Linked DNA regions of Bos taurus: region 2 is linked to region 1. A link is a contact called in public Hi-C data. All regions are on one chromosome and are shown on one strand. Each heading gives the region's core, a stretch centred on a gene start, on an enhancer-like site or on the middle of the called end of the contact. The rest is flanking DNA. Distances are from core to core; before and after follow the strand shown.

What was found. A called contact is a pair of places that touch in the nucleus more often than the background predicts.
Region 2: a contact with region 1 is called in a Hi-C map of blastocyst, with 3 times the contacts expected there. The contact joins the promoter of HSD17B6 here to the promoter of ZBTB39 in region 1. A contact is called at or near these places in 3 of 11 Hi-C or Micro-C datasets (blastocyst, liver and skeletal muscle).

The regions. Positions count from the first base shown.
Region 1 is chr5:56,426,683-56,432,032 of ARS-UCD2.0, reverse strand. It overlaps ZBTB39 (zinc finger and BTB domain containing 39), which reads right to left and starts at 1,599. Exons shown (of 2, transcript XM_024992500.2): 1 at 1,459-1,599.
Region 2 is chr5:56,693,483-56,698,761 of ARS-UCD2.0, reverse strand. It overlaps HSD17B6 (hydroxysteroid (17-beta) dehydrogenase 6), which reads left to right and starts at 2,658. Exons shown (of 5, transcript NM_001035395.2): 1 at 2,658-2,703.

The sequences.
Region 1 (5,350 bases), core at 350-2,849:
GCTCTGCGGGACAATAGCCCCAGGTAGAGAGCAAGCGTGAATGGACATAAACTTGCTCCATTCTGCTGGAGGGGACAATGACAGCAGAAGTGATGGGACAGTGACCTTTCTCCCTGCACATCCCCCAAGACATCTCCCTGCACATCCCCCAAGACAGAGTGATCACAAAAAAATCCAAAAATATTGAAAAAAATCTGATAAACTGTTCTCTAAGACAAGCCTGACTGGACAGAAGCTAGTGATTTAAAGCCAAAGTAGTCTCTTGATACCTTCTTATATTTCATTACCAGAGCAAATGGTTCAAACTTTTCTCATATTAATTTCCTAATTTCTTCCTGAATACAAGCTTTCCAATCTCACTGAGTATATTCTCTTCCCTTACTAGGCCAAATGCCATACACATACTTGAACACAATTATCAAGCTCCATTAGCTACTGGGGAAAAGATGCTTTATCCTTTCCTTTCCTCTCACGGCTGTGTTCTTTCAGGCCCTAAAATAAACCACTTGCTTATTCTTGAGTTCCCATCTTTCCCTATCTAAGCTACCTGCCTCCTAGCCCAGGGCCATTCAGATAGTGCTCTATCATACTCTCTGTAGCTTGTGGGTGACGTCAGAGAAGTAAAGTAAAGACGAACACAACTATGGTATTTAGAATTACCTAAATACTCTTTGGGTCTTTTTTTCCCCACCCTTTTCAGGAGCTATGCTTATGTTGACCAGAACTGAGAGATTTACCTGATGCCTTGGGATAGGGTTTGGGATAAGAAGCTATCCAATTTACACAGGTAACTCCTAAAGTCTTGCTCAGTACCATTTTCCCCCCACTTTTTGAGTCCTGCAGGCCAGAAAAAAGCCAAACTCGTTGCCCTCTCCTTCAGCCTCATGACTCGCCCTGTGCAACACAGCCCCCTTCCTCCACCTCACCACACTGGACTAACTCCCAACTTTTTCTGGGGCCCGGGAAGCCTCTGAGCTTTGTTGGGTACCAGCGAAGGATCTCCGGGGCCCTGGTGGCCACACACCAACGGTCAGCAGGTCGGGGCACCGGGAAGCACGAGCGGCAGTGGGAGGGGACGGATTCGGAACTTCTGAGAAGGGACCCCAACAACCGCGCGGCGCCACGGTCTCCCTTCTGGAGGGTCGAATTCGGGAAGAAGGGCGTTGGATCCGGCTGGGGCACTCCATCTAGGGGGCATCAAGCACCTCGCTCCCTTCCCCCAAACAGCCGGGAATTCCTCAGGGCGACCTCGGGCGGGGGCAAGGGGGTGGCGGCGGGGCGCTGGGCCGGCCGGGGGTCGAAGGGATCGGCGGCGGGGCCGGCGGGGGTCGGCGCGCGGCGGGGGAGGATGGATCCGGCCGAGGGTAGCGGGCGGGAGGGAGCCCAGCGAGAGCGAGAGAAAGGCCGGGACGAGGGTCGGGCCTCGGCCAGGGCAGCCCTCGGCCTGGCCGCGCTTACCCGGCTCCGCGGGGCCCGAGCACCATCGCCGCCGCCGCCTCACACAAAGGCCCCGGCCCGCCGTGCCCGGCCCGACGAGGAGGCGGCGCCGCCGGCCGCGGCCAGACTCTCCATCCGCCGCGCCGCTCGCCGCGCCGGCCCGGGCCGCCCCCACCGCCCGGCCCGCAGCGCCCCCCGCCGTCCCGGAGGAGGCAGCGCCCCCCGCCGCTCGGCCGCAGCGCCCCCAGCCGCCAGGGAGGAGGCAGCGCCCCCACACGGTGGGGCCGGGAGCGAAGCAGGCTGGCTGAAGCCACTGCGCCACCCGGGGACCCCCGGCCCCACTTCTGACCCCCGCGAGCCCCTGGGGCCCGCCGCCACCGGGCCCTCGCGGGCATTTGCCAGGACGTTTCCAGCCCTCACGGCCACCACCACCCAAGCCTGGCTTTTTTTGAAGCACTGATCCTGTAAGTGCTGGACCACTCCCTCCTCGCCCTAGTACCTGGAGAAATGAAAAACGCTATCCCAAGGCTAAGCTTAAATCGCCTCCCCTGTTCTACATCTCACAGTCCCAAAAGTTTACTCTCAAAACGTCTGCTGGTGTAGTTTCAGAAACAGTTGTAGGATTGCCACTTTAACTATTTGTCTCCTCCGCTAGGCAGTACGGAGAAGGCAATGGCACCCCACTCCAGTGTTCTTGCCTGGAGAATCCCAGGGACAGAGGAGCCTAGTGGGCTGCCGTCTATGGGATCGCACAGAGTCGGACACGACTGAAGCAACTTAGCAGCCCCAGCAGCAGCTAGGCAGTGAGCTTCCTGAAGGCAGAAGCTGTTGTTCTGCACACGGCTGTGTCTCCGCTGCTCCCTCCCACCCCCGCCCCAACACACAGGCTTCTGGTTCATAGGAAAGGTGCTTAACAAAGCCTGTTTGAATGAAGAACAAGTACTAGAGGGCTGGGCTCCCGGTGGACCACCCTCTGAAAGTTCATTGTGGACCCTCCTTCCAGCTGCACCACCAAATGAAGGATTTCACAGTATCCCGCTGCACCTTGGCAGCGCAGGCCTGTTTGGGGCAGCCTGTCCTTCCTGGAGGGGAGCAGAACTTGACACCCCAACATATGTTTCTTTGGCATAAGGATTATTTTTAAGAAGCAGCAGGCAGCGGAGAAGCTCTGAAAAATGAGCAGAGGTTACCCTTTTGTAAGAGCCATTTACATTTATAAGGGAAATGTCCATTTGTCTCTGAACCGGGAAAAGAAGGGTAGATAATGTCAAGAAAGTCTTAGTTTTCCTGGGTATCTCCCATGTATATGGAAGTATACATATTTTTAAACTTCTGTTTCTTTTTTCCTGTTATGCTGTCTTTTATTATTTACTCAGCCAAGAACCTCGAAGGGTAGAGTGGGAAATTATTTTTCCTTGCTACTTCCTCAACTCTTTCTAGAGCTCCATTTCTCTGCTTCCACCCTTTAGTGCAGCAGTTACCCTCCAAATCTCCCCAGATATTCCTGCCTAAGATACGTCATCAAACCAAAACTTTGCCTGAGTTTCACTGACAGATGTGATCAAAACTTTAAGGCATGAGCACCATTGCCAGCTATCACTCTGAAGTTCTCCCCATAGTTTTTTACTATGACGATCACAGGTCATGAAGGATTTTTGGCTGAATCTTTATGATATTCACGGGTCATGACTTCAGGCTCACAGGTTTTTCAGTCTATCATACTTTTGATTCCCTTTTTGGCATTCCAGTCTTAGAGGGATCATTGGCTTGGTGGTTAGCAGCTGAGGACACACACTTAAAGCTTTTTGGAGAATATAGGACACCAGAGGGACTACTATGATAATTACAAGCTGGACAATTCCCAGTGTCTGGAGTGCACTTCAGAGCCATGGTCCCCAAGACCCAAAGGAATCAAAATCAAACCAGTCAAAGAAAGACCCCTTTGAGGGGTCTTTAGAGGGAGCACCTTTTGAAGTGGCTTATTCAGTAATCTTAGGTAGCTGAATTCAACCTCCCCAGAAGTGTTAATTTAGGTATGATAGGTGGTGGTGGCCATAATAGATACCAGTTTGTTCAGCTAAAAGAAAATCTAAATTGCTCTAGCAGTACATTCAGCAAAAGCTTCCAGAGCTGAGGAGAGATTCCTGATCATATAGCCTCATCTATACTCACTCCTAACCAGGAGTAGAGGGTCTTGTAAGCAAATCCTGAATCATGAAAGCCTCCTGGTAGGTCCTTTCTAATTTGATGATGTAAATTCAGGGGAGTTGACGCAATGCGGTGAAGAATTTGCATAGGGCCTTAAAGAACAATCTCTTTTCCAGCATTCCCATTGATTACAACTGAAATATCAATCCCTGGGGAAGCATTTTGACGATGGGCCCCTAGGAGGTTATAATATGGGAGGCCTGGGTGTTGTTCTAGATACTTTTTGTGTTTTTAGTAAGATTTTGCCATTTTTGTAGGTATTTATTGCTTCTGGAGCCATCATTCTTAGACATAAAATAGGCAGGTATGCCAGAAGGTGGTGTGCTTCACTCTTTGGAGCTTAAGAATCCTGTTACGTTTTTAGCTAAGATTTTGGGTCTCTTGAAGCTAAGGCAGACGCTTTAACCTCTGAGCCACGAGGGAAGCTTTGAAGCTAAACTAATACCTAAAAAGAATTGCCACTGGGCTGGAGATTGTGTGATGTTTTACAAGTGTATCTCTTTGCATGGAAATTTTATTGATGTTGGCATTCTATGACCAAATTTTCCTAAAATGGGAGTCTCTCTGTTAGGTGATGAGCACTCTAACAGCTTTTAAACGCTCATCAGTTTTTGTGGCTTGTTGGCTTCGAAGCTTCCCATTAACAATAGCCTTTATCTACAGTAAGAGGGACAAACAAGCGTGTGCATCTTAACACACCAGCAGTAACCAAGAAATGTCACTGCAGCTTGGCCAAGAAAAGTCCCTATGTGTCCCACCAACAATTCCCATCAATCTGGGGACTGGAAAAAAGACTGAGCCAGCAGACGCCAAACAATGGGGGCTGCAGGCTGATTCCAAACAAATGAGGAACCGCAGCTGCTACCAGCAGTTCCCAGCGTGCGATCTGGGAAAGATTTCAAACAAATGTGGAATTGCAGACTAAATGCCAGCAGTTCCCACTGTGGAGTCTGGGGACAAACCAACCGCTGAGTTTTTCCACTCAAGTCGGGAAATTATGGTCTGAACAGAGGGCTAGGGGATTGGGTTCTGGCTGGACTCATCTGCTAGCTCAAGCTGAACTGCCCTGGATTGGAACGCCAATTACATTACGAGGCTGACAATGAGTGGAGCTCAGAACTGAGAGGAACTTATTTGTGGCCCTTGGAAACAGCGAGAGACAGAGAACGCAAAAGGGTTTGCAGGGATCATGCCTGTTTCTTATTGTCTCTGAAGCCATCAGAGATCTCCTTCAGTCCTACTGTTGACAGTAAATCTCTTAAAAAACTATTCAACTGAGTAAATTTGAAGGTCTAATAGGCTTTATTCAACAATTCAGACCTAGGCAGCGTCCCATTTAGCACATAGAAAAGAGCTCTAAAGAACCGTACAAAATAGAAGGCTTTTATAGGCAAAAGAGACCAGGAAAAGGAAGTTTCTATCAAAGAGTTCTTAAAAAAATAAAAAGAAATAGGCACAAAATGGAGTCACTTGTGCTAAGCTCTATGCCAACAAAACAATCTTAATTGCTGTTTCAGCCTCTCCCTGGAACGTAACTTTTAACCGGTCGATGTGAAATTACCTAGCCAGCACAAGTGAGGTAATCACCTCATAGACACTTACCTTCCCCCAAAGGAAGGTGGTCTTACCGGAAACAATCCTTTCTTTTATTTGTGACTTCCTTGTCCCATCGTCTTTCTGCCTTTAAAAACTTCTTTTAACAACT
Region 2 (5,279 bases), core at 1,409-3,908, 270 kb before region 1:
TACAAAGAATTAATGTTGATTGGATGTAGGGGATGAGGGATGGGTCTAGGATGATCTCCCAGGTTTCAGGATTGGGCAGCTGGTTGGAAGGGAGTTGTTTAGCATCTAGTGGGCAATCATTAAATTTGTTGGGTATTTGTTGAATACATGTAGGGATAGGAAATAACATGAAAATGAGGAGGATCATATTGCACTGAATCATCATCATTTCAGTTTTGAAAAGTTAAATTTGAGTTTCTATTGTGACTATATTATATTGTTTCTGTATTTCCTAAGCTCCCTATGCTTTTCTTCCATAGCCTTCGTCACAGTGTGTAATTATACATTTATTTGTAGGAATGTATATTTAATGTCTATTTTCCTACTAAAATGATAAATTCTAAGGTTTCAAATATCATGCCAATTTATTCTCCTCTATTAGCTCCAGTGGCTTACCTGCTGGCTCAGTGGTAAAGAATCCACCTGCCAGTGCAGGAGATGTGGGTTGGATCCCTGGAGAAGGAAGTGGCAACCCACTCCAGTATTCTTGCCTGGGAACTCCCATGGACAGAGGAGCCTGGCAGGCTGTAGCCCAAGGGGTTGCAAAGAGTCAGACATGACTTAGTGACTAAACAAAAGCAACAACATTAGCTCCAATAAATAGCATTGGACCTAGCACATAGTAGGAACTCTATATTTATGGAATGGATGAATGAATTCCAGTGAAAGATGCCCAGCAGGCAGTTGGATATGAGGAGCTAGATGTCAAGAGAGATCTTGACTGAAGGCAGAGATTTACAAAGTCCTTAGACTGTAGATCAGGTTGAAGTTGATAATGACTGAGGTCCCCATACAAGGAGGGTGTGTGCATTGAGAAGAGAAGAAGGGCCTGGATAGAACTCTTAAAGATATTGACTTTAAAAACTGGGTGGATGAAGAGAAGCCAGGAAGGACAAGGAGAACAAATAGAAATAGAAGCAGGAGAGCTAGGAGATGGTGATTTCATAGGAGCCAAGAAAGGAGAGAGTTGTGAAAGGGTGCTGAAGGATTTTATACCAATTCTAATGTGAGGGAGGGATGTGTTTACCCATACCTCCAAACCAGTTCTTTGGATACCAGCTGTGTGTATTACAATTCAACTCAGCCCTGATACTATTTACCCAGCTTCAGGAGACAGGTTTGATCCCTTGGTAGGGAAGATGCCCTGGAGGAGGGTGTGGCAACCACTCCAGTATTCTTGCCTGGAGAATCCCATGGACAGAGGAGCCTGGTGGGCTACAGTCCACAGCGTTGCAAAGAAGTGACTGAACATGCATGCACCCAGAGGTAGTGTCAGATTCCATAGATTCAAGGTTCATCCCACAAGACTCCCCCCCACCTCAGATGCCAATCGCAAGCCCAGGTTGTTACCTGTGCTTTAAATTGAAGATTTCCACGACTCCCTCCTTGGGTTTGACTGATTTGCTAGAATGTATTAGATCATAAAGCAGTGGCAGGTCTTTTGGAAATGTGTCTAACAGCCTTAAGGGCCCAGAGCCCCAGTTCGCAGAAACTGATCTCAGGTGGGCAGTCTAAGAGCAGGCTCTGCTTCCCCATTCCCTGACTCCAGCAGAGGCTCCAACTTAGAGAATGGGAGCTTTCTGTTTTTAATTTTTTTTTTTTTTTTGACTGTAACAGGTCAGATTCTGCAGCTGAACAAGGCTGGCACTGTTGAGAACTATAGGCAGGGCACAAGCGAGTGAAGCACCCTGAACTCTGACCACAAGAGAGTGGTGTTGTGAAAGAGGTGCAGAAGGTTGGGATGGGCAGCGTGCAGGAAAGGAAAGGGACCTTGCTCAGTGGGGTTCATGAAGTCCTCTGAAAACTCTTCCTGAACAAATGGTGTGAGTGTGTGTGTGTGTTTTGGGTTGGAAATAAAATCTGTTTGGAGAAAGATCTTGATTGTGGTCTATAATTTTCTTAAAAGACCCTTCAACTTTGATTTCTGAAAGAAAATTCATCATCATGGCTTTCTCTGATGCTGAAGCTGAAACTCCAACACTTTGGCTACCTGATGCGAAGAACAGACTCATTGGAAAAGACCCTAGTGTTGGTAAAGATTGAAGGCAGGAAGAAAAGGGGACAACAGAGGATGAGATGGTTGGATGGCATCACCGACTCAATGGACATGAGTTCGAGCAAGCTCTGGGTGTTGGTGATGGATAGGGAAGCCTGGCATGCTGCAGTCCATGGGGTCGCAAAGAGTAGGACACAACTGAGTGACTGAACTGAACCGAAATGATGATTTTCTCCACTTTTTTGATCTTTATTCTTTTGCAGTTTAAATATTGTTTAGAAGTTGACAGTGATTTTATACTTACACATAAGACCCCTTGGATATGCTCTGTAAACTGGGAATCTTGACAGTGTGGAAAACCAGCTCTTTTTTAGTTAATGCTGGGAGCTGTGGAGTAAGTTCATGAACTTTTGGATAAGCAAAAGCAGCTTTATGTAATTAAGCCCTGAGAGTTGTGTTGCTGAAGCTCTGTGATCTAGTTCTGTCCTGACCTAACCCTACCCCAATTTCCTACTATGAGCAAGCTCTTTGCAGTGGGAGTGGTGAAATTTTTTTTCTTTCTTTTTTAACCCATGTGACCAGTAAACAAGGGTTCAATAGTCCCATGATTCCTTCTCTCATTACATTTCTAATCCTGTGGAGAACAGAGAAGAAGTAAAATTCCAAAGGTAGGTGAAATGTGATGTATATTCACAAATAAAAATTTCTCAGGTAACATTTGTCCTTTCTCTTTGTGGAATCTCATATACTGATATGAAATGAAGTATGATTTATGTATATGTGTATATATACATTTTATTATATTATACATAGATATATGTGTATATATATGCCAGTACATGGCATCAACTACTGGAGTATTTGCTAATTTTTTTCCCACTTGGCTGAGGGATTGAGTCAGCTTTTGGGAAGAGACTTAGGTTGGCGAATCTATTAGATTTTATTCTTGGACAAATGTAGCATCTTCAAAAAGAGTTTGAGGTAATCTATAATAAAAGACACATACACAAAAAAAGTTATTAAAATGCAAATGGAAACATAAAAAGAGAAAGAAAATCAACGTGTTGAAAGAGAAGAGAGAAGAAGAAGAAAATGCTATTTATGAGGACTAATAGAATTACTATGACTGAACATTAAATTTGGCCTTAAACCACTAAGATAATATGGAAAAATTAGATAATTTAAAAAGAATCAATAGTATACTATTTACTTAGAAAAGACAAAATCTTTCCTGGTACTAAATGCATGACAGGATTTATCATGTGGGATCTTACACAGTGTATAGATGCACAGTGTTCTTGATAAGAATTTTATGACAAATGCAGAAGTGATTTTCTTCAGACTGTTTCTTTTCTTCTCTTTTTAATCAAGGTGGTATTTTTTTTTTATTATTCAGCCTTTATTTAATTTATTTTTTTACTTTAAAATATTGTATTGGTTTTGCCATACATCAACATGAATCCGCCACGGGTATACACGTGTTCCCCATCCTAAAACCCCCTCCCACCTCCCTCCCCATACCATCCCTCTGGGTCATCTCAGTGCACCAGCCCCAAAGTGGTATTTTAATTTTTCTAATTTGAGTAGAAAACACACAGGTGACAGTTCAATGAATTTTCACAAAATTTGCATTTCTGTTACAGCCACACAGGTCAAGTAATAGAACATTATGAGCATGGTAGATAATCCATTAATACCGTTCTCATTTGTTGAACCCTACCTCCTCCCCCAAAGTAACCAGTAATATGATTTGTATTAATATCAACATAGATTAATTTAAAAATTTTTATAGCTTTAAAAAAGATTTATTTTTATTTATTTGGTTGCTTCAGGTCTTAGTTGTGGCATCGGGATCTAGTTCCTCGACCAAGGATTGACCCTTGGCCCCCTGCACTGGGAGTGTGGAATTTTAGCCACTGCACCATCAAGGAAGTCCCAACATAGATTAGTTTTATATTTTAAAGCTTTGTGGAGATGGAATCATGTAGTATGTGTTCTTTTGTGTCACAGTGTTATGTTTGCGAGACTCATTCATGTAACTGTGTGTAGCTATAGTTTGTTTTTTTCACTGTATAGCATTCCATTGCATGAACATATCTCAACTTATTTATCCATTCTACTATTTGTGCATGTGTGGGTTGTTTCCAGCTTTTGGCTATCACAAGTAATGTTTATGGTGTACATATTTTGTTGTTATATACCTAAACTGGAATCTTTGGGTATAGGGAAGATGGATCATTATCTTTGGTAGATAATGATAAATTGCTTTTTCCAAATTGAATATATTTACTTGTTCAATAGCAATGTTTGATTGTTCTTGTGAACTCCTTTAAAAAATTTTTATTTTTGGCTGTTTTGGGTCTTTGTTACTTTGCTCAAGCTTTTTTTTTCTTCTCTAAGTTATGATGAGCAGGAGTTGCTCTTCACTGTGGTGCTCAGGCTTCTGATTGTGGTGGCTTCTCTCACTGTGGAGCACAGGCTCTAGAGTGCAGGCTCAGTAGTTGTGGTGCACAGGCTTAGTTGCTCTGCTGTACCTGGAAACTTCCTGGACCAGAGATCGAACCCATGTCCCCTACATTAGTAGGCAGATTCTTATGCACTGCACCACCAGGATCAGATATCTGAATTAAAGATTTAAAATTTTATTTATGTATTTATTTGAACTGCACTGGGTCTTCATTGCTGCATGTGGGCTTTCTCTAGTTGTGGCAAGCAGGGGCTGCTCTCTAGTTATGGTGCATGGGCTTCCCAATGTAGTGGCTTCTCGTTGCAGAGCAGGGATTCTAAGGTGAACGGGCTCTCAGGCCCTAGAATGTGTGGGCTTCAGTAGTTGTGGCGCATGGTTTTAGCTGCCCCTGTGGCATGTGGGATCTTCCCAGACCAGAAATCAAACCTGGATCCCCGGCATTGGCAGGCAGATTCTTAACCACTGGACCACCAAGGAAGTCCTCAGTTAATGATCTTAGTGCTTTTTTTTCTGTATGAGAAGATGCAAACATCTGGGTTCATTAAATTTTTTTCCACCTGAGATATCTCAAACTAAGGCATCTGTTTTTCCAAAGTATAAAATGCCTTATCACATTCTTCATCCTGAATTCTTTTCAGAGTGTACTGCCAGTCAGTGACTGCAGAGGCTAATGACTTGATCCTTGTAGAACTGGATAGTGGGCAACATTCTTTGTTTTACAAGTAATACCTAGTTTGTATGCCCCGTGTGAGAACAAAGAAGGTCACAATGGATCAG